2 separate regions of the Oryctolagus cuniculus genome follow, and region 1 is linked to region 2. Evidence: chromatin contacts called from public Micro-C data. All regions are on one chromosome and are shown on one strand. The core of a region is the stretch at or near the end of the contact, and the rest is flanking DNA. Distances in the headings are between cores, read along the strand shown.

What was found. A called contact is a pair of places that touch in the nucleus more often than the background predicts.
Region 1: a Micro-C map of ear pinna shows a contact between it and region 2, with 2.8 times the contacts expected there. The contact joins the promoter of ALS2 here to the promoter of FZD7 in region 2. A contact is called at or near these places in 3 of 6 Hi-C or Micro-C datasets (ear pinna, psoas muscle and an unstated tissue).

Annotation. Positions count from the first base shown.
Region 1 is chr3:38,174,338-38,180,219 of mOryCun1.1, forward strand. ALS2 (alsin Rho guanine nucleotide exchange factor ALS2) reads left to right here and starts at 4,038. Exons shown (of 33, transcript XM_051849283.2): 1 at 4,038-4,182.
Region 2 is chr3:37,925,403-37,930,852 of mOryCun1.1, forward strand. It overlaps FZD7 (frizzled class receptor 7), which reads right to left and starts at 2,233. Exons shown (of 1, transcript XM_051848296.2): 1 at 1-2,233. The coding sequence starts at 1,429.

The sequences.
Region 1 (5,882 bases), core at 2,788-5,287, 250 kb after region 2:
AACAACAATACATACAGCATGAACTATGTACCAGGAACCATTCTAAGCACTTTATACATATTAGATAATTTAATGCTCATGTGACCCGATGAAGTAGGCAATATTACCATCTGTTTCTTGGGTGAGGGCCCTGAAGCACAAAGCCGTGAGCTAACTTACAGCACAGTTACAACGCTAGTAAGTGCTGGAGCTGAAGTTTGAACACAGTCTCTTAGCTATCACACTACTTTGTCTCTTTTATAGCCTTCATCATTACTTTTTAAAAAATTTTTATTCAAGTTATACAAGTAGCATGTATTTTTTTTTTTGACAGGCAGAGTGGACAGTGAGAGAGAGAGAGACAGAGAGAAAGGTCTTCCTTTTCCGTTGGTTCACCCTCCAATGGCCGCCGTGGCCAGCACACCACACTGATCCAATGGCAGGAGCCAGGTGCTTTTCCTGGTCTCCCATGGGGTGCAGGGCCCAAGCACTTGGGCTATCCTCCACTGCACTCCCGGGCCACAGCAGAGAGCTGGCCTGGAAGAGGGGCAACCGGGACAGAATCTGGCGCCCTGACCGGGACTAGAACCCTGTGTGCCGGCGCCGCAAGGCGGAGGATTAGCCTAGTGAGCCGCGGCGCCGACTGTATCATGTATTTTATATACACAGATTTAGGGACATAGTAACACCTCCCACCCACGCTCTGACCCTTCCTCCTCCTCCCTCTCACATTCCCACTCTTAACTTTTATAAAGGTCTATTTTCAGTTTACTTAATGATCATATAGTTAACCCTATTCTAAATAAAAGAGTTTAACAATAATATGAAGGAAAAAAAAAACATTGTTCCTCAATGGAAGAGACAAGAGCTGTAGACAAAGACTGAATCTCAACATATCTATTTCACTCCAATCATCACTACTTTATATCTGTTTATTATCTCCCACGCTTGTCACTTGTTTCAGTTATTACTGCATCACCAACCATCCCAATACCTAGTACCTACAGCAACAACGTATTATTTCTCAGGAATCTGGGTCGGGAATTCAGGAAGGGCTTGACTAAGTTATTTTTCTGCCCCACTTGGCATTGGCTGCTGTCATTCACCCAGCAACATCCAGCTGGTGACTGGGCTGGCTTGGAAGTTCCCAGAAAGCTTCAGTGCTGTCTGGCCCATCAGCGCTGCTCCACGTGACCCCTCAGTTGACATCGCCTCTCATTCATCTGTAATACAGCCGCAGTTTTTGTTCAGCATGGCAGCTAGCTTTTCAAGGACATGGATCTGTAAGTTCTCTTGAAAGCATGTGTTCACAAGCCCTAGAACTTCATTTTTGCCATATTCTATTAGTTAAAAAAAAATCACCAGGCCAGCCCGTATTTGGGAAAGAGGAAGCAGAGTCCTCTCTTGATGTCAAGAGTAGCATTTGTAAGCATAGAGGGAGATGGCTGGCTGGCAGCTCTGGAGATGTCTTCCATGCCAGCAGAGTGGGAGTTCATTAACCTGTTCCTCCAGCACCTGGAACACTGCCTGGCACAAAGTAACTATGCAGTAGGCTCTCAGTTCATGCATGAATTTCAGGGGCAGATGAACCGGTGCCTATGTGGGATGCCAGAGCTTCAGGCCAGGGCTCTAACCCGCTGCACCACAGCACCGGCCCCTTATGTTTGTTTTAAAAATAAATAAAAATAAAATGGGTGCTGGGGACCAGTGCTGTGGCGCAGTGGGTTAAAGCCCTGGCCTGAAGTGCTGGTTCTAGTTCTGGCTGCTCCTCTTCCGATCCAGCACTCTGCTATGGCCTGGGAAAGCAGTAGAAGAGGGCCCAAGTCCTTGGGCCCCTGCACCCGCGTGGGAGACCTGGAAGAAGCTCCTGGCTCCTGGCTTCGGTTCAGCGTGGCTCTGGCCATTGCAGCCAGTTGGGGAGTGAACCAGCAGATGGAAGATCTCTTTTTCTCTCTCTGCCTCTCTTCTCTCTGTGTGTAACTCTAACTTTCAAATAAATAAATAAATAAATCTTTTTTAAAAAAAATGGGTGCCAATTTGAGTCCCAGCTGCTCCACTTTTGATCCAGCTCTCTGCTACAGCCTGGGAAAGCAGTAAAAGATGGCCCAAGTTCTTGGGTCCCTACAACCTTGTGGAGACCTGGAAGAAACTCCTGGCTTCAGATCAGCTCAGCACTGGCCATTGTGACCATTTGGGGAGTGAACCAGTGGATGGAAGACCTCTCTCTCTCTTTCTCTCTGCCTCTAACTCTGCCTTTCAAATAAATAAATAAATATTTAAAAAAATAAAAGTTCAAAGAGCACCAAATTGTATAGTGTCACTAGTAGTTTTCTTCCCTTTCTTATTTTCAATTGTTTAATATATCTTTCAGAGCTAACATATGCAGATCTAAGGATATGTGTCATTTTCATGTATGTATCTATCATCTTTCTCCTGAAGACACATACATAATGCCCAATTGAAACGTATACACACTATTTGTACCCTGTTTTTCTCTTAACAATCTAACTTCCAGATCATTCCAATAAGTACATAAAGATCACCCCCCCCCTTTTTTTTTAAGAGGTTGCATAGAATGGCTTAATTCTAAGACCCCAAAAATCAGGGATTACAGTTCAGGGTGAGGAAGATTGGGAAGCCAGAAAGCAGAGATAGAAAATGAGGGCAAAGGCAAGGAGGGCAGGGAAAAAAAATTGAAGACAAGGTAGATAGGAGCAGGCTTAGTACCTGCCGGAGACTAAGTGATAAGAAAGGCCAAGGATGAACATCGGGCAAAGAGAAAGGACAAACAATGGGGCAGAGTCTCCAAGGGGATTCGAAAGGATCCTGAGTTTAGGTGGAGGGGTTAACCTTGAGAGGGCAGAACCCCTCTAGAAGGAAAGGGAGAAGGAGAGGAAGCTGAGGTTGCAGGTAGGTTTTGCAATAGTTGTTGGTAGGAATTAAGGAAATTCACTTCTAGTGGTTTCTCATCTCGTTTAGAAACGTTAGAATGAAGTTATTTTTTCTTTGAATGTTTACAGAGGAAGTGAGTGGGTAAATTCGGAAGTGTGAGAGTTGGGAATAGGAGGGTAGCAGGGTAGGAGATATCATGAGTAGCAATGTGTAAATATCACTATCTTAGGTTCAGTGACATTGGCCTGGCTACACCTAAGTCTCCCCCAAGACAGACACACTTTTGGCTTGCAGTGGTGCCAATTTGTGATTTTGTGCAGTGGGGAGGTTGTGGACTAGGTTAGTTGCACTGTTGCAGAATAAGCTTTGCAGGTGGGCAGAACACTGGGGAGGCAATTGAGGTGAGGGTGTTGGTCAATGCGAGGCCACAGCTACTCAGGCACCGTTGGTGGCATAAATTTAGGTCTACAGATGCAGCGACAGCACTCGACCTGGCAGCAGCTAGATCGCATCCACCATGTGCCAGGAATGGAGGTTCTAGAAAAATCTTCACAGGAGGGCTTTGGGATGCAGGATGGATGGTGGTGGTAGCTGTGGCAGCGACAGAGTGTTGCAGAACTGTGAGGGGCAAGCGAAACTGATTTTACTCATATGGGATATCGGGAAGTCCTGCAGGCATCGAAGAGGGGGCCAGTGCCTTTCCTCCCGCTTCATTCCACCCTTTGGGGGGTGCAAGTAGGTACCAAACATACAATCTGACAAACCGGCGCCGCGTGGAGATGACGTCACTCTAGGGGCGGAAAGCGATCCTCGTTAGGCTAAAATCTACAAAGCCAATCTGAAGATATGTTAGTGTTTTCACTTTATACTACCCGCTCTTGCAGTTTGAGGGTGTTCACAATATAACTGCAGGGCCAAATCACCGGCCCCTGCCCCTGCGCTTTCCGTTACCATGGAAGCGTTCGGGTAGCTAGGCCCCGACGACTCCATATGACGTCATCACCGAAGCGCGATCTAGGATTGGCGGCTCCGCCTTGGCCGAGGGAAGGGCCGTGCTCCCGAGAGCGTTGCCATGTAGTGCCCTACGCATCCTCAGTAATTTTGATCCATACCAGACGCCGTTGGTCGTCTCCTAGTGTAACCCTCACTGCTCCGGGAGCTGTCTCCTCCCGCCTTCACCCACGCTCGCCCGCCAGCCGCCCTGCAGCCCCGCCCCTGCCAGGAGGCCCCGCCCCCCGTGAATCAGCTGATCTCGCGGACCTGCGGGACTCCTGCCGGATGCAGAGCGCGGTATTGCCGGTGGAGCGTCAGGTGAGCTAGCGCGGGTCCCGAGCCGACCCTCGGCTTCGGAGGGCTCATCGGCTGGGACCGCCTGTGTGCGGGAGGCGGGGGTCCGGGAGCGGGGTGGAGACTCTGGCCGAGGCCCGGGAGCGGGTTGCTGGGGGCCGGCCGACAGCGCGCCCACCCCTTCCCAGCCGCGGTCCGACCGACGGCGCCTGCTGGTCCAGGAGCTTCCGACGCGGCCGCTAGGCACCGGCGCCAAGTTCTCGCCTTTGCCGGCTTCCACCCGCCGGAGGCAGGACGCCTCTGCAGTGGTCTCAGCCGCCCGAGATTCCATCATGCCCTCTCCTCCCGCCTCCACCCACGCCGCCTTCCACCCATTCATTCGCGAGGATCTGTGGGACAGCCGCACCGGGCGCTGAGCGGATTAACCTGGGTCCCTGGCCAGGAACCCTGGGTGCGTGTCCGGGCGGGTTTGCCCCTGGGTGCAGGTCACCGCCAGGGGCGGACCACAGCGGGGCTAGAAGAGACTGACCTTGATGTTGAGAATGAGTGGCTTACCCAAGCCCTGTAGCGTGTGAAGTGATCCAAGTTCTGGTGAGCAGATGGTCAGAGGCTGCAGCCGTGGGCTGGAGCAAACGCCGCTGCTCAGGGCTTCGCCGAGCAGGAACACAGGAAAACCCTGGTCCAGGTGGCAGATCCAGGTCTTTTCTCTCCGGCGTGGGATGGGGAAGGCAGGCACTCCCATGCCCAAATGAAGACCCTTACATGATTGCCGTGGTGTTCATTGGTTGGCAGCAAATGTTCTTCGCGCAGCTGTAAGCAGTACAATTGTGTGATACGTTTTTTTTTCTGAGCAGGCACAGAAAATCAGTAAACCCTGGCCAAAGATCGTGTGTGTGTGTGTGCGCGCGTATGTGTGTATGAGAGAGAGAGAGATTTGAAATGATCAGTTGATTTTTTAAGTTAATGAATACTTAGAAGAATTTAAAATAGTTAAAAATTCACTTTTGCAGTCAGTTGCACTATTTAACCTTAGTAATGTAAGGGATACTGGCGAAGATTCTAGGCTTGCATCTTTGACTTTCGGCAAGTTACTGCACCTCAGCCCTTATCTCTAAATGGGGGATAAAATATAAAATGCTTTCCTGACGTCCGTGGTTTTGCCTGAGATGCTTCGTGTATCAGTACAGTGCTTGGCTCCTGGTGAATATTCACTACACATCAACAATGCTTACAATTTTTTCTTCTATTACATCCTGACCCAAATGGACTTTTTGCCCTAAGTGGAGGGAACAGTAACTGAATATTTTAAGCAAGGGACTTCTTGACTTCTTAAGTCAAGAGAGAGTTTTCAGATACTCTGGGGATCCATAGGCTTGTATGTAGAGGAAATATGATTTCAGGTTGGTTTGTAGTAACTTGGGTCCTCCGTTGGGCATTTTAATGTGGAAAACATGCTGATGGAATGCATATCTAGTTTAAATTTGTTAGTCCTGAAACTATGACTAGTTTTGGCAGATTCAAGAATCACAGTTATAGAAGAAAAGCTCAAAATGACATCACAGTGTTAAGATTTGAAAACATAATGCTCCCTAAAATGAAGTACCAAACAGGTGATTTGGGGAAATTTTTTAGTGGCATTATGCAGGTCAGTTATTTTATTTAACCTGATGTACACAGTGTAGTATGGAATCCCTTCTCCCCACATTGCAGTTCTTCAGAACATA
Region 2 (5,450 bases), core at 983-3,482:
GCACCGAGAACACGCCGATGCGCACCATCAGCTTCTCCAGCTTCTCCGTCTTGGTGCCGTCGTGCTTCATGATGGTGCGGATGCGGAAGAGCGACACGAAGCCGGCCAGCAGGAAGGAGGTGCCGATGAAGAGGTAGACGAAGAGCGGCGCCAGCACGAAGCCCCGCAGCGCGTCCACGCTCGAGAGGCCCACGTAGCACACGCCGCTGAGCAGGTCCCCGTCCACCTGGCCCATGGCCAGGATGGTGATGGTCTTGACGGCCGGCACGGCCCACGCGGCCAGGTGGAAGTACTGCGAGTTGGCCTCGATGGCCTCGTGGCCCCACTTCATGCCGGCCGCCAGGAACCAGGTGAGCGACAGGATGACCCACCAGATGGAGCTGGCCATGCCGAAGAAGTAGAGCACCATGAAGAGGATGGTGCAGCCCTCCTTCTTGGTGCCCTGCGCCACCGTGCGGTAGCCGTCGTCCGAGAAGCGCTCCACGCACACGGCGCGGTCCTCCAGCAGGAAGCCCGCCACGTGCGCCACGGCCACCATGAAGTAGCAGCCCGACAGGAAGATGATGGGCCGCTCTGGGTAGCTGAAGCGCCGCATGTCCACCAGGTAGGTGAGCACGGTGAAGAGGGTCGAGGCGCAGCACAGCACGGACCACACGCCCACCCAGAGGCGGGCGAAGCGCCTCTCCTCCTCCTTGAAGTACATGAGGCCGTTGGCACGGCCCGGCTCGCAAGGGGCGCCACAGTCGCGCTCGCCCAGGAAGCGGTAGCCCAGGTAGGGGGGCACCTTGAGCTGGCGCGGGCACGAGAAGGGGAAGGCGGCGCGGCCCCTGCCGTCCGCAGCCCCCGGGGGCAGCGCGGTGAAGGGCGGGTCCGGCAGGTAGGGCGCCGTGGGGTAGGCGGTGGGGCCGCCGCCGGGGCCTCCGGAGCCGTCGGACGTGTTCTGGCCCACGCAGATCTCGCCGGCGCCGTGCACCGGGAAGTTCTCGCAGCGCAGCCGCTCGGGCCACTGGAAGCCGAACTTGTTCATGAGTGCCTCGCAGCCCTGGCGCGCGCGCTCGCACAGAGAGCGGCAGGGCGGGATGGCCTGATCGAGCACGGTGCACACGGGCGCGTACATGGAGCACAGGAAGAAGCGCAGCTCGGGCGAGCACTGCACCTTCACCAGCGGGTAGAACTGGTGCACCTCGAGGCCCGCGTCCTCCTGGTTCGTGTGGCCCAGCAGGTTGGGCAGGATGGTCTGGTTGTAGGCGATGTCCGTGCACAGCGGGATGGAGATGGGCTGGCAGAAGCCGTGGTCCGGCACCGAGATGCCCTTCTCGCCGTGGTAGGGCTGCGCCCCGGCGCCCGCGGGCAGCGCGCCCAGCAGCGCCAGCACCAGGGCGCACAGGCCCAGGGGCGAACGCGACGCGGCCGCGCCGGGGCCCCGCATCGCCGGCCGCGAGTGCAGCGACGCTCTCAGCCCAGGGAGTGCGATGAGGCGGCTGGGAGAGGCTTGGATGCCGGGAGGCGCCGCCGCGCCCGGCGCATGAGAGTCCTCCCGGCGCCGGGGCCGGGCCGTGGGCGGCGCGGAGCCGAGGGAGCTGCCGCTGGGGTGCCCGCGCCGCGGGGGCGCCGCAGCCGCCTCCGCCCGGCGCTCGCGCGGCCGCCGGGGGCCCAAACGCGTCAGTCTGGGCCGGGGGCGCGGAGGGGGACGGCCTGGCCCTCTCTGCGGGGACGTAACGGTGCGCCTTTCTCTGCGGCGAGGAGCAACAAGCGTCTCCGGCTCCCCTTCAAAGTTTGCCGAAGTCTCTCGAACCCTCCCCCCAACCCAACCCAGCGCACACGGACGCGCACGCCCCCCACTCCAAGTCCGGCCCCCGCCAGGTCAGAGCCGGCGCCGCCGCCGCCGCCTGCTCGCCGGGGCCGCCGCCTCGGAGGTGCTGCTCCGCCTCCTCGCCTCGAGGCTCGGCTCGCCACCGCCTCCTTCGCCTCCTCCTCCACGCCCCGCGCCTTCTTCGGCCCCAAGTTTCAGCCCCAAACGGCTGGCTCTCGCTGAGTCCCACCGGCGCCTCAGAGCCTGGAGCCCGGCGACTTCTGCTGCAAGCACAGTCACTCGGCGTCTGAAGCGGCGAGGCCCCTGTGCCCGCGGCCTGGCCCCGGCCTCTCCGGCCTCGCGCAGCCCCGGCCCCCGAGTCCCGGCGCCCGCCGCCGCCAGCCGCCGGGAGGGAGCGCCGAGTAACGCCTGGGAGCCGCGCCGGTGGCCAGAAGAAGCGTCGGGCTCGCAGCGCTCCGGCCGACCCGCCCCCTCCCCTCCCCCCATTCACAAACCACTCAGGGGGCGGTGCCCGCGCCCCGGCGCGGCCCAATGGTGGCCTTTGTTTTCTCTGGGGCCGCCTCTGGATTGGGTGGAAGTCGGAAGGGGCGGGCAAGGGAACGGGGGTGGGGGGAGGCGGTGACTGCTGCGCTCTGGGCGGATTCCTGAGGGGAGGGGCGGGGGACTGGGAGGGAAAAGTTGGGAAAAACTTTTACCCTGCATTGGCTCAGGGGAGAAAAACGCACCAGAAAGGGAATTTACTTGAAAGATTTGTTCCTCTTCCGGGTGCACTAAACACACATTCCTGAGCAGAAGGGCTCATTCGCCTCAGAGTCGAGAATAGCGCCGCGCCACGGCCGGGGAGCGGGGGCCCGGAGCCGCTTCAGTCGCTTCCCGGCTGGAAACGCTGAGCTTTGGCGGGGGCTTTGGGTGGCGGGATCCTAAGCGTGCGGATCCGGACGGGGTGGGAAGGGGGCGCGCCTTGCGGATTGCTTTTCTCCCTCCGGAGCCGGGCAGACCGCGTAAGGCTGCGGTCCCCTCGCACCCCCTCCCCCGGTTGTAAAAAGGAGGAGGGGTGGCCTCGGAGGAGAAATCGGCGGCAGCCGTGGGGGCCGAGAGCGAAGGCGGGAGGAAGTGCAGACCCTCGAGGAGCGGGTCCGGCGCGGGACTCCAGGCGCGGGGCCCCGGGCCGTCCCGCCCGCGCTCCTCCCGGCCCGGGAGTCCGCCGCCCGCTGAGGTGGCCGCGGCGAGGCCGTAGGAAACGGGGCCGGCCCGAGTGCCCGGCACACTCCGTACGACTCGCAGAGCCTCTGCCGGGGCCCTGTGCCCCTTACTTCTGTGGGCCTGTGGCCTGGGGGTGGGACCCGTCTCCGTTGCGGGAGCATGATCTGATCCTCCATTTGGAATCTGCCCAGGAAAGTTGCCATGCGTGTCAGAAACCAGGGCCGCTGCTCCTGAACGCGTTCTCCAGACCCGGAGAGGGGCTCCCCTTGTTCTCGGGAGCGCCTCCGGACTGGCGAGCGTTCTTTTGTTCTCGGTAAACCTTCCTCCTGCCTCAGGCGCGGGGCGCTCGCGGGGTCGCAAGTGGCCAGAGGGCCTCCCGGTTCTCTCGGGGCGGCCGAGTATAGCGGGGATTCCAGGCGGGAAAGTGACTTCAGTGACATGTTTAGGAAGAAAAAAAAAATCAAAATACTGCCGCCCCCCCGCCCCCCTCCCCCCCCCCCAGTCGCCGCCGAGCCTCTGTTTCATCCTCTGCTTTTCAAATCGTTATCCGGGCCGGCCCCTCGGCCCGCGCTCCCAGCGGGTTCCGATCGAGCTGAACGCCGCCGGCCGAGGGTGCTGCCCCCAGTGCGCTTCTTCTCCTGCAAGGAGAAAAACTGATCCTGAAATCGCTACCGAGTTCGTGGGGTTGCCCTCCATGGGGACATCGGCGCCCTTCGTTTTGCCACTGAGGTTCGCTGGACACCCTGCCTTCCACTTGACGGCTCTGCGTCGCTTGCGGCTGCTGTCGGTGGGTCCAGACCCGAAGCCCTCGGAGGTAGCTAGTGTGTCCTCCCTGCGGCCCCTACGGCACCCCTTCCCTCTCAGACTGGTTTTGATCCCTCCCCCCACTTTGGTGATATGAAGAGCAATAGAACAGTATTCCTCCCTTGTATTTTTTTCAAGGGCTCTCCTTTTCCTTTCTAAACTATTTCCTTGTGCCCTAACATCCAGGAGTGTTGCGGTTTCGGAGAGGACGCAGTTTAAAGACAATGGGGCGGCTCTGCTTTGTCATTTAAAGTGTGTGTGGTGGGAGCTTCGATTCCTTTTTTTCTGTCTGTGAGCTCCAGGATAGCCTCCTTTCCTGAATCAGATTTTCATGCTTATTCATCAGGCCGCTGATCTAAGTCATCTTTGCTTATCGAGAGAGAAATACCAAGCTCTGCCATCACATAAAATGAAAACTGACAAGATAAAATACCATCTCCAGTGCAGCTAAAACCAGTGTAGCTGGTGAACTGCGACTCCTCCTGTTATCGCCCCAGATACCTCCGGTGTTGGGGAGGAGGGGTACTACTTTAGAAAGAAAAAAGAAAACCCTTAAAAATAACAGCCTATGCATGAGATGCAGAAAACCCATCCCAGATGGAAAACCTCACAGATGTGTTTTCTCTTGCTCTGTCCCAAGCAGACAAGTGCAAAAAACACAGACGCAAAGGCAAACATTTTTGAGATTGCTTTGTTTTGAAAGACTATTTAAAAAAAAAAATCAATGTAAGATTGTTCCCCCAGATCAGAATTTGCTGTTTATGAGGGGTGTTGTAGCTTTCCATAGTTTGTCTGATGCAAAATGCTGTGATTTTAGAACACAGACAGTGGGTTCACAGTGGAGGAGGCTAAATGATCTATTTTAGACTCTCCAACAAATGCAGTAACATTAGTTTACATTCTGTCCAGGATCCATTTTCTTGTCCCGGCAACACCTTCCACACCCAACTCCCAAAGCTGCTCATTGGTGTCTTCTTTGGAAACTGCTGCAAAACTTCCAGTCCTCCCTGCCCTTTCAAATAACAAAGGCCTTTATTTCTTCAAATCTCTTCGTATGAACCCATAGGAAAGTGCTGGTATTCATTGGCTCCGGTTTTTCAAATGCTACTTATTTTGGCCAAGTCCCAGGTTTATCTAGTTGAGATACATTCTGATGGCAGGTTGGATTTGAAAATGGCCACTTTCCTGCTGCCACAATCCTGCCATGACAATGAAACTCTACCTGGAAGGATGACTCATGGAAGACCAGAAAGGACAGCTTTTAGCAGGCGCTTCCCTTCCCAGCCTCTCTTACCAAACCCTTGACCCTGAGGACTTGGAATTTCCAGTTGGCCAGGTTGCCATTGACTGGTGCTCGCAGTTGTTTGGGGGTGTTGACCATTCCTCCAAATGGGCACGTTCTCATCCCTAAAACACCTTGCCGTGTTATGACAGTCAGAGGCGTCCAGACTGAAGACAGGGAGAGCTCTGCTATCATCGTGTGAGGTGTATAGGCCTCATCCTATGGAGATGATTTATGTGGCAGATTCCAGTGACTGAATCTGTCAACGTTTCCCTTCTGATTGAGAGTTTGCTAAGGATCCATTGTTGCATAACAACTGGAAATCTCGTATCTCAAAAATAATAGATA